Linked DNA regions of Sus scrofa: regions 1 and 3 are each linked to region 2. Evidence: chromatin contacts called from public promoter capture Hi-C data. All regions are on one chromosome and are shown on one strand. The core of a region is the stretch at or near the end of the contact, and the rest is flanking DNA. Distances in the headings are between cores, read along the strand shown.

Region 1 (3,804 bases), core at 231-2,730, 390 kb before region 2:
CGGGTGAGGGGGGCTGCCGTGCAAGGGCCTGCCAGCATCAGACAGCTCTCAGCCAGTTGCACTAGTGCCCCACGATGCTCCTGGTCCTCCTCTACCTCATCCAGAAGTTGGGACAGTGAAATGCCTGGGGGCAGGGGACCAGGAGATGGGCTGAAACTCAAAGAGGAAGGGTAGGGTGGGAGATAAGAAGGAGGACTTATTAAGAAAGTAGGGTGTGTGTGTGTGTGTGATGACTGGAGAGATCACTCTACCAGGAGTTCGGGCAGCCCGCCAACCCCTATACATACCTGCACTGGGAGAGGTAGACTCTGAAAGGTGCTCCCTAGAGAAACACAGGAGACACCTGAGGCCTATCTGCACAAATCTGCCATCCCCTGACTGAGCAGGCTCAGTCAGAAAAGTGACCAAGCCCCGAATAAAAGCCGAACGGAAAAGCCCAACCCCAGACTCACTGCAAGCAGTCATAAAGCTTTTTCTGCACATCTGGATCCTGGTTGCTGGGAGAGGAGTGGTAGACAGTCAGTGTTACTAGGGGCCCAAGCCCTCACACCCCAAAAGCCAGGCCTGGGTGAGGAGAACAGGTGGAGGGTGGAGGCATCACTTACCAACCAATCACCTGTTCCCGGGGCTGCTCTGTGGGCAACAAGCTGAAGCGGTCCACCTGGAGGTAGAACTCTGCGGGCTGGAGTTCAGGGACAGGTCTCAGGAGTTGTTAGAAAGTCAGGCCCAGTAACCCACCCAGGCCAGGCTCACCACTCACCGCGCCTCCCTCGGCGACTTGGACGCGAACCCCGCAGTCCCGCAGCAGCAGCAGCCGACCTTCTGCCCCTTGAAAACCGAACTCCTTCTCCTCCCTGCGGCAGGGGACCCTCAGTGCCGAGCCTGCGTGAACACAGCCCAGCCCGCCTGGGGCCCGCCCACCTCCAGCTCAAACCTTGAGCTCTCCCGTTGGCCTCCACTATCTCCAAGCCCCGCGGAGCCCCTCTCACCAGTCCGAGGCGTTCAGGGCTTCTCGCGTCACCAGACATCGGATACTGTGGGTCCCATCGGACACAAGCAGCGCGGTGTCGACGTGAGACGTGTCGGAGGCGCGGGACGGGCCCGGGGTTTCGGCCTCCTGCAGTACCTGACCGCGGTGATAAAGCATCAAGCCCACCGCCCTGGGACCCCGCCCTCCGGGCCCTGAAAAAGGTAGCGGGGTTCTCACCTTGAGCAGCTGCCCCGCCCGCGGGCTTGAAAGTGCCTCTGACCCCAGAATTAGCTCTCGAATCCAGGGTCGCAGGACGAGGTTCCCCAAGCGGGCCATTCCCGCCGCGGCAGCCAGCGGATTACCTCTAGCCCGGATTTCCCGCTAGCGCCGCGGCCCCGCCTCTAGTCGGAAGAGGAAGTGCAGGAGCGCTGGGCGGAACCCGAAACCTAGGCCCTGCCCATGAGCATGCCCGCGCGTGCGCACATGCGCGTCCTAGTTGGGAGTTTGTGTGCACTCCCATTGAATCAAATGGCTGCTGACGTGCTTGCTCTTACTTGAGCAACTCTCCGAGCAACGGTCCGCGTTTGGGCCGTTCTTCAGAACTCCTGTGGCATTGAGCAGGAAGGCGCAAAGGCTGGCATGTATGGAGAGGGAGGAATCTAGGGCCTGAGGCTGCAGCCAAGGGTGGTCCGAGCGAGTTAGCTCGGAGTCACTTCAATGCCTGTGACCCCAAAGAACTCAGCAGATATTTATATTATGACCCAGTTCCCTCATCTACAACATACACAGCCTTGTAAGGCCAATGGAAATAACAGCGTACAGCGCTCAATAAATACCACTTCCCCAACTCTCCCCTCGGCTTGGCCAAGCCCCTCCCCCGAGGCTCCCGGGACTTGACGACCGTAACGTAGTGACGTAAGAGGACGTGAGACTCTCCACCCCTCCAGCTCCGTTTCCTAGGAAACGTGGACTCCGCGTTCCACTCTTCGTCGCTGCCCCCTTGACGTCACGGCCCGGATAGGAGGGCGGGGCGAGTGCTACCGCCAGGGGCGGGGCTGCGCGGGCCAGCCGGCCCCGCAGGCTGTGCACCTGCGCTTCGGCGGGCCGCCTAGGGCACCGTCCCTGGCCCTCCCGGTCCCACGATGGCCAGGCCGCAGAGGACTCCGGCACGCAGTCCTGACAGCATCGTCGAGGTGAAGAGCAAAGTAAGGACCCCTCCAGCCCCAGCTCTGGCTCCGGCCCTAGGCGCTTCCAACCCTCACTCTCCCCTCCCTGACTCCTTGGTCCCCACCACCTTTTTCTCTCCTCCATCCTCCACGTCCCATTCTCTGGTTTTCCTTTTCGCTTCCCCCCATCCCACCTCCTCCTTTCCACTGCCGGCTTCTAGAGTCCCTCTGGCCTGGGTACCTGGAGGGCGAGGAGAAGACCTTGGACAGCGTCCCTTGCACTGGAGCAGAGGTCTGGGTGCAAGTCTGCAGCTGTTGTGAAGCCCTGTCTTTCCCACCCCTACTACCCTCGGACCTGTGGTGAGAAAGGGCACGGACTCTGTCCTAACCCCTCCTCCTCCCCCGACCTCCTACCCCCGCCTCCAGTTTGATGCCGAGTTCCGACGCTTCGCGCTACCTCGCGCTTCGGTGAGCGGCTTCCAAGAGTTCTCTCGGTTGCTGCGTGCGGTACACCAGATCCCGGGCCTGGACGTGCTGCTTGGCTATACGGATGCTCACGGCGACCTACTGCCCCTCACCAACGACGACAGCCTGCACCGGGCCCTGGCCAGTGGGCCCCCGCCACTGAGACTGCTAGTGCAGAAGCGGGGTAAGGATGGGGTACAGGGGGCAGCCTCTGTGGGGTAGGGTGACAGGGCAGATCTCCAAGGGTTAGACCATGCCTAGGGTACCCAAACTTCACCCTCTGCAGTCCTTGCCCTTGGCCTGACCTCCAAGTGGCAGGAAATAACTACAGTGTGCCTTCCCCAGGCCTGGGCCTGATGGAAAAGGGCCTGAGTGGGACATTAGGGTCTCTGATTTCAGTGTCCCCTCTCCTGCAGCAGAAGCTGACTCCAGTGGCCTGGCCTTTGCCTCCAACTCCCTGCAGCGGCGCAAGAAAGGGCTCCTACTCCGGCCAGTGGCACCTCTGCGCACCCGGCCACCCCTGCTAATCAGCCTGCCCCAAGATTTCCGACAGGTTTCTTCAGTCATTGATGTGGACTTACTGCCTGAGACCCACCGACGGGTGCGGCTGCACAAGCATGGTTCTGACCGCCCCCTGGGTTTCTACATCCGAGATGGCATGAGCGTGCGCGTAGCTCCCCAGGGCCTGGAACGAGTTCCAGGCATCTTCATCTCCCGCCTGGTACGAGGGGGCCTGGCTGAGAGTACAGGGCTGCTGGCGGTTAGTGATGAGATCCTCGAGGTCAATGGCATTGAGGTAGCTGGAAAGACCTTGGACCAAGTGACGGACATGATGGTCGCCAACAGTCACAACCTCATTGTCACTGTCAAGCCAGCCAATCAGCGCAATAATGTGGTTCGTGGGACATCTGGGCGTCTGATGAGGCCTCCTTCTGCTGGGCCTGGTGAGCCTGATAGTGACGATGACAGCAGTGATCTGGTCACTGAGAACCGCCAGCCTCCTTGTTCCAATGGGCTGTCTCAGGGGCCTCCATGCTGGGACCTGCGCCCAAGCCGCCTACTTCCTGGTGCCCGCAGCTCTCTGCCCTCCCTGGACGATCAGGAGCAGGCCAGCTCTGGCTGGGGGAGTAGCATGAGAGGAGATGGCAATGGCTTCAGCCTCTGACAGGCAAGGATGCAGGCCCTTGCCCCTCCAGGCTGCTG
Region 2 (3,969 bases), core at 1,439-3,938:
TGTGAAGCTTATGAAAGAGATGGTTTTCCCTCAACTTAGGCCTGGCTGGCATTCACACAGGAGGGAGAGGGGCTGGACAGAAATGCACGCAGCCTGTGTCCACCTGCCTGGCCCAGTCTGGGCGACTCTCTATTAAAATGGGTCTCTGGGCCTCCTGGCTTCGCAGGGTTCTCAGAGGGCTGGAGGTGGGTCATATGGTCTCCTGCCATCTCAGAAAGCTTTGGAGCTGGCCTGAGGAAGAGCTTCTGAGGGAGGTCTTGGCCTTAGCTAAGGAAAGGGAATGGGGAGTGTGTGTATGATGTGTGTATATTGATTCGTCACAGCTTGCAGAGTTCTCAGCCATTGCTGCCTTTCTCACAAAGGTGGTGACATTCTTGCTGCAGTTGGTGCCCACCCCTGCCCCAGCCCTTATCACTCCAGGTTAGGGTTCTCAGTTTCCTCCAGAGCAGAAACCTTCCCCAAGTCATGGCCCCTTTTATGTGTTCTCCAGGTGCACGGTGGCTTGGAACACAGAGGCATTGCTGACCATTTAATGAATGGGTGGGTTTTTCAAGCCATCTGTAGTTTCTGTAGCCCCTTCCCAGTGCTGGGGTGGACCTTTCTATGGTCAGTCTTCCTCTTGCCTTTCCCCTCAGTTGGCTGAGCCCCTGGTTCAGGTAAAGTCATATCTGGAAGCAGAAGGCACATTTTCTCTCTCCAGATGACAACCTGGGAGGTATTATGGGGAGGTTGGGGGAACACATCCTGAAACTGCATTGTTTTATGAGGAGGAGGATGTGAACTGGTGAAGCTTCTGGGGCCTTTTACTATATTAAGGGTCATGTTACATATAGACCAGCCATCTCCCTGGGCAGAAGTTTGCAGTTAGTGTGGCGTTGGGGCTCTAAATTCCACACTTAGGTCTTCAAAGTTGAGATCCTGTGAAGGCAGGACAGCTTATTGGAAGGATATTTCACCTACTTAATGCCATTCGCTCTCTCTCCTTGACTACTGTTACCTTCTGCTTCTATCCTCTCCACTCAATTCAGTGATTCGTTCAGAATTCTGAACATGGAAGTCTGCTGCTCTAAACCCTTTCATGGCTCCCCACTGCCCTCAGGAATAAGTCCAGATACCTTGGAGTGGCATGCAGCACTCTGGCCATTCATCTGGTCTTACCTTTGCTTTCTGTTCACTGCATATACTTTCTGGTCTCTGAGTCTTTGGATATCTGTTCTCTGCAGGGAACCATTGTACTCCTTGTCCATCTCTCCAAATACCTCCTAGACTCTTGGGAAGCCTGCAGCCAGGGGGATTATGTACCTTCTCTGAGCTCTTGGCACAGCCCTAATCTCTGCACAGTGATTATAGCTTTGCTGGCCTCCCCTCCCTGATGCCTGAAGGGAGATTAATTTATCTGTGTCCCCAGGACCAGCACAGGTATGAGTACAGAGAACAGGGCAGGAAAAGTTTTATGACCTCAGGGATGAGCCAATCCACGATAAACGTCTCAAGTGCTCTCTCTGCATGATCCCAGTCCTCCTGACCTTAGGCCTAGTTGGGCTCTCCTCAGGGTCCCCTGGTAGCTCAGGTTGCCAGTCCACATATTGAGACATCTCTGCACTCTTCTCCAGGGCCTTTGGGATATGTTTGGGCTCTTGCACCTACACGCAAGCTTCTGAGCCACAGCACCCTGGTTACTCTGGCAGTGCACTTTTAAGGATGCTATGCCCCTCCGGGCCTGGAGCTAGGGGAGTTGGTCTCTGCCACCTCTCCCTGCTCTCGGTCCACCTTGTGCCTAAGTAAACAAGCCAGGCTCTGCGTCCCTGGGCATGGCCTCCACCCCAAGCCCCAGGAGGAGACGTCTTGGATCGTCTCAAGGGAAGACACGCCCGCTGGGGAGAGGCCGAGAGTGAAAACTGTTCTTCAGACAGTGTAATTTCCTCCCCACTAACGCGGTTCGACCAGCACGATCTCTCTGACTTCCGTGGATGTGCGACAAGATGCAGAAGACACGGAGCGCCTTGGGTGGTGCGAGTTCACCACAGGCTTTCCCATTCAGTCTGCCTGACTTCCAGCACGGGACAGACCTTGCTCATGGGGCTTTGCCGAGGCCTCGAACGCGCCGACTGTCCTGGAGGGAGCAGCTGCCAGGTTGGGTGGTGGGGACAGACAAAGACTCATCCAGCGGAGCAATGGCCCCGCCCCCCAGGGGTGGGTCTGTAGCGATGGATAGCTCAGACTTGAGACTCGCGCAACCCAGGTCTCCTCTGGCTCCGCCCCACCTTAGGTGGAAGCTCGATCCAGTCCCTGCCTTCTTCAGATTCCGCCATTGAGCTTGGGGTGAGGGTATGTGACATCCACGTACCCTCCCGGGCGCTGATACCTTCCCCAAACCCAGTCAGCAAGAATAACCCTACAGTTGCTCGTCAATGGAACCATAATCCCAAGGCTCTTGTGCTCCTTCCACGACATGGGGTCTGCCCAATAAGGAAAGGGATCTTCTCCGATTGGCTGGTGGTGGGCCCCTCAATCCAATTACGTTTTGGACCCCATACCGCGGTGCCGGGTCCTATTTCAGAAATAGTTGAAAGAATACAGGCCAAACTACAAGTCCCAAGAGGTAGCAGGGCTAGCTAGCGCTCCTTAGTCACGTGACTTCCTTCTGCGGGACTGAGTCACGCGGTAGGGCAGTGAGAGGGCGGGGCCGTCGGGCTAGCCCGCGAGGCCGGTGGCCTATGGGCTGCCAGGTCAGATGGGCGCTCGGTAGGGGGCGGGGCCGGGCGCGCGGCAAGGCGCGGGAGCGCGCCGGTGGTGGTGGCGGCGGCGGCTGTGGGGGGGGCGGGGAATATCGTCTAAGGCGACCGTGCCAGCTTGGGCACCGACGACTGGCGGTGACGGGGGTTCCTAGGGTGTTTCGGCCCGCGGCCAGTATTAGAGTTCGGAACGAAACGCTCGGCGTCGCGGTCCCCGCCCGGAAAGTTTGCTGTGGAGCTGCGACCTCCTGGCCGGCGCGGCCCGGCATGAAGCGGCGCTGAGGAGCCGCCGCCGCTGCCGCCGCCTGAGGAGGAGCCGCAGCACCCTGGGCCACGCCGATGACTACTGCAAATTGTGGCGCCCCCGACGAGCTCGACTTTAAACTCGTCTTTGGCGAGGACGGGGCGTCGGCGCCGCCACCCCCGGGCTCGCGGCCTGCAGGTGGGTGCCGGGCGGGGCGAGACCGCAGAGCGTCTACTCTTCTCGCTCTCATGAGCTCGTCCCCTCCCTATTCCTTTGGTTGTCCCAGGTCTGGTTGTCGTGTGTGTGTGTGTGTGTTGCTGAGGAGGCGTGTAGGTCGCAGCGACGTGGAAGTGGCCGCAGCTTGGCTGGAAGCAAACTGGAGGGGAACTCGACTCCGGGACGCTGTGGCCCCTGGACGCCCGGGGTTTGGAGTCTGAGGGTCCGGGCTGCTGCCCAAGTGGCGTCTGGTTGTCGCTGCTTTGCCAGCGTGGTGCGGAGGAAATGTCCCTATGAAGTGTAAGCAGGCTTGGTTTTTCGTCTATTCTAGGTTTTAAAAACAATCTTTATTTGAACGATGCGCATTCTGGAAGTGTAGGAGTTCTCTAAAATTCCAGCACATGTCTGTTTAAATCTACTTTGGTAGGAGAGTAATGCCTTAGTGTTAACGTCGACTTGTGCAAGTTTAATATGGCCCACATTTAATTCGAGCTGTAACTATAACGGGACTTTTCTGAAAACGATTTCTTTTCTTGAGCAAAGTGTTTCAGAAAATTTTAAGAAGTGGAGTACCTTGTTCGTAAATCTCCTAGAAAGTTCTGGAAGTACATTTTTATTTTGAGAAAAAGCTCACCTCACAAGATGTTTTAAAGGAGATCATGAATTGTGAAGAGTGGACACCATAATGCTTGGAGGTCAGACCAATCAGGAAATAGAAACAGGATGGCTGGGGACTTGGAGCTCTCCTGTGACCTGGTTTGGAATACTGTGGTT
Region 3 (3,837 bases), core at 746-3,245, 320 kb before region 2:
CACAGTGAAAATTAGGGTTTTTTTTGGGGGGGGGTTGTCTTTTTTAAGGCTGCACCCGTGGCCTATGGAAGTTCCCAAGCTAGGGGTTGAACCAGAGATGCAGCTGCTGGCCTATGCCAGAGCCACGGCAACGCCAGATCGCAGCTACACCTGTGACCTACACCATAGCTCGTGGTAATGCCGGACCCTTAACCCAGTGAGTGAGGCCAGGGATCGAACCCACGTCCTCATGGATTCTTAACCTGCTGACCCACAACAGGAACTGCATGAAAATTAGTTTTATCAAGCTATCAGCAAATTGACTTTGCTGATTAGATTCAGGTACCATCTTTTAAAAATCACATACTTCTTTCCCCCATATGACAAATCTTTGTCTTGTGAGGGGTATTTTATTCTCCATTGCTAATCTTAGTACTAGCTGGTTCTAGTATTACTATAGAAATCACATATTTGAATTTTTCTAGCAAATAAAAATAACAGATCAGATCCAAACCAATCACTTCACAGAAAAAGTAGACCAGGTGGTAAGAGAAAGCCTCTCACCACAGAATCTTTGCTGTGAAATGGGGGGAGGGGGGTCCACCAATAGAACTGTCTGCTGAAAATTTTCACCTCGTGGTCCAGATAGATTCTCTAAACTCCTAGTCCAAAAGCAGTAACTATTTTACATTTTCCGTAAACTCTTGTTCCCTGGTGTGGCTTTTCAGAAGGAAATAAGTTTCCTTCTAAAACAAGAATATACCTAGATTCCCTGACTACCATCTTCTTCGTATCTCTTTGTATCAAAATAATGCATTAGGTGTCTTTTCTAATTTAAACAGCTGTTCCCTTCAACTGAAGGGTCACAGAATCAGGGCTTTTCTCAGACTTCTGTGCCCTGAAGCTTACAAAGGTCCTCTGTGCCCTGCCCCACCAGATTCTGGATATTCAAAGGCCACCGACTTCCTTCCTCATGTATCCTTCCCTCAGCATGACCCTATGGGTACAATGACTATAAATAAGGATTATAACCTTTCTTGGTGTCAATCCAAGGCAGCCTTAAACTTTTCTGTTCCGGTCTTGTGCTTTAGATTCTTCCCTAAACTCTCACACAACTTTTCACAAGTCCTGATGTCCTGGACCCTTCTAAGTTCCTCACCATTCGTGTGATAATACCTTGAGAGGAATACCTCACCTCACCTTTTGTCTCCACAGCCATCTGCTTCCTACCTGAGCTTCAAAGGTAGCCAGGCCCAGGGAGATCTGGCCAGCGGACACTCGGGGACTGGAAGAACCATCTGCACCTTTCAGAGTGTCGTTTCTCCCATCTGCCACCTGAACACTTTCCGTAAATAATGACTGATCTCCCACAAAGTACCAGCTCACTGGGAAAGACGAGGGACCAGTTACCCCACGAGTTCTTTGTCTCAAGTTCCCATACCTCACATCCTTATCCACGAAGCGTTGGTCCTCACACAGGTAGGGGGTCTGCTCCGCACAGGGCGGTGGAGCCTAGGTTTTCGCGTCCAGTAAAGGGATGGGTTATGGCCAAGGTCCTTCCAGGAACCCAAATTCTACAATTCTACGACCAAACTTGCAGGTCATATTTCCGAGGTGGGACGACGAAATCTGGGGCGACCCCCGAGCCTGCGCTGACAGTTAGAACGGCCCCCTCCCACCCCAGCTTAGCTCATCCCCTCCTCCGACCTCGGGCGCCGGTCCGTGGAGGAGGCCCGGCCGGCGCCCGCTTGCCTCCGCGCCATGCCCGTCATCCTTACCCGCCCTCACGGGCCGCCTCTCACCTGGCACGCTGGCATCCCCCGCCCAGGGCTACACCGGAGACCACGGGTCCGGACAGGTCTCAGCGGCCACCCGCCTTCCGTAAGGGAGGCAGGGGCGGACGCACCAGCCCCGAAAACTAGCTCGCAGCCACCGGGAACGCGCCGCCCGGTTTCTAAGGAACCGGGGTCTTTGGAAAAGGAGGGGGGGGACGGCGGGAGGTCTGCGCATGCTCCCTGACGGTAGTGGACCAGCGCTGGGAGGGGCCGGAGCCGGGAGCTGCGCATGCTCGCTGATCGGGGGCGGAGGTTAAGCAGTCTGGCTAGAAGCCCTGGTCATTCATTTCCGGCGGTGGAGGCGAGGAGCGAGCGGTTTTCCAACTTAGGCTGTAGGTCGAAACTGGCACAGATCTGATCCCTAGCCTAGAAACTCCGTATGCAATGGGGTGGCCTTGATTGTGGGCCTTGATTTTCCCAGAATGAAGGAAGGTCTCCTGCTGAATAACAATTTATCTTTGCAGAAAGGCAGTTCTCTCAAACTTGCCGGACTTCCTGGCTTTCTGATTCTAATGACTCGTTTTTCCGTGCTTGGGCTCCCTTTCTGGATGTTTTTTGGTTGTTCCTTAACAATGTCAAGTGTTTTTCAAGACTGTAACTTCGGTCTCTCTGATCTCTTTACCGAACCCAAGTATATATACCACTTTGTAACGAGACTACCGTTTCACCAGACTGTCCGATATAAGAATGAAACGAACCTGTAAACCTTGGTGCAAAACAGGTGATGTTGAAAATGTGGGATTAGGGGTTATTTCTGCATGGGGAGACCCACCCCTGCTTATCTCTCTCTCTCTTTTTTTAACCATGCCCTTTGGCATGCAGGACTTACTGGGCCAGGCATGGAACCGAAGCCACAGCATTAACCTGAGCCACAGCCATGACACTGCCGAATCCTTAACCCTCAGGCCACCAGGGAACTCTCGTTGAGAGTGTGGACTTCTAAATCTCCCCTCCCCCAGCCCTGCACGCTTAGTTGGCATTAGGAAGATGTCCCAGCCAGCTCTCCAGAGCAGCCTGTGATGATTAGAACGTGTCAATCGAGGGATTGCTGCTGGTCACACAGTGGTAAGAACCCTACTAGTATCCTTGAGGTTGATCCCCACCTTGCTCAGTGGGTTAAGGATCCAGCATTGCCGTGAGCTGTGTTGTAGGTCGCAGACGGGGCTCTGATCTGGTATTGCTGTGGTTCTGGCGTAAGCCAGCAGCTACAGCTCAGATTGGAAACCTAGCCTGGGAACTCACATGTGCCGCAGGTGCACCTCCCCCCCAGAAAAGACAAAAAAAAGAGTATGTCAGTGAAGCCGCAGTTGTTTACGTTGAGACCTGCTGAGCAGCAGGGCTATCCCTGCTTTGGCAGGAGACAGGACTTCCTGCCACTACCACCACCTTGGTGAGCATGGAAGTCTTCCAGAGAAATTGTAACCCCTAACGGCCTCTTCTGATGGCATTTTATCCCCTTTGTCCTTCTCCCTGGATTCTGAACAGCCAAGCAGAAAGGAGGCAGAATCAAAAGCGTGCTTGTATTTGATCTGTTTCTTCTTTTTTTTTCCCCCTTTTTTGGCCACCCCATTGCATATGGAGTTTCTAGGCTAGGGATCAGATCTGTGCCAGTTTCGACCTACACTGCAGCTGCAGCAATGGTGCAGCATATGGAAGTTCCCAGGCTAGGGGTTGAATTGGAGCTGCAGCTGTGGGCCTAAGCAGCGTTCTAGATTGGAGCCGTGTCTGCCACCTACGCTGCTGCTCACAGCAACACTGGATACTTGACCCACTGAGCAAGGCTAGGGATCAAACCCGTGTCCTCAGGGACACTAGTCAGGTTTGTTACCGCTGAGCCACGAGAACTCCAAAGCTGGATCTTTAACCCGCTGCATAGGGCTGGGCATAGAACCAGCGCCCCAGTGCTCCAGAGACATTGCCAATCTGGTTGTTCCACAGTGGTAACTCCAGATCTGCTTCTTAGTCACCACTGAAAGTTTCATTTTAGAGCAAGTGGTCTCTCAACAGCAGCACTGTTGACATT

What was found. Promoter capture Hi-C pulls out the DNA fragments that hold promoters and counts their contacts.
Region 1: a promoter capture Hi-C map of fetal liver shows a contact between it and region 2, with 4 times the contacts expected there. The contact joins the promoter of PARD6A here to the promoter of NFATC3 in region 2. A contact is called at or near these places in 2 of 5 promoter capture datasets (fetal liver and liver) and 1 of 2 datasets of contacts at active chromatin or transcription factors (skeletal muscle).
Region 3: a contact with region 2 is called in a promoter capture Hi-C map of fetal liver, with 2.2 times the contacts expected there. The contact joins the promoter of GFOD2 here to the promoter of NFATC3 in region 2. A contact is called at or near these places in 1 of 5 promoter capture datasets (fetal liver) and 1 of 2 datasets of contacts at active chromatin or transcription factors (alveolar macrophages).

The regions. Positions count from the first base shown.
Region 1 is chr6:28,279,022-28,282,825 of Sscrofa11.1, forward strand. It overlaps PARD6A (partitioning defective 6 homolog alpha), which reads left to right and starts at 1,481. Exons shown (of 3, transcript XM_021094099.1): 1 at 1,481-2,175; 2 at 2,563-2,785; 3 at 3,018-3,804. The coding sequence starts at 2,113. The coding sequence ends at 3,766. ACD (adrenocortical dysplasia protein homolog) reads right to left here and starts at 1,388. Exons shown (of 12, transcript XM_021094094.1): 1 at 1,208-1,388; 2 at 990-1,126; 3 at 761-854; 4 at 606-682; 5 at 453-497; 6 at 288-322; 7 at 1-124. The coding sequence starts at 1,306.
Region 2 is chr6:28,663,770-28,667,738 of Sscrofa11.1, forward strand. It overlaps NFATC3 (nuclear factor of activated T-cells, cytoplasmic 3), which reads left to right and starts at 2,689. Exons shown (of 10, transcript XM_021094122.1): 1 at 2,689-3,177. The coding sequence starts at 3,075.
Region 3 is chr6:28,346,202-28,350,038 of Sscrofa11.1, forward strand. It overlaps GFOD2 (glucose-fructose oxidoreductase domain-containing protein 2), which reads right to left and starts at 1,996. Exons shown (of 4, transcript XM_021094104.1): 1 at 1,782-1,996.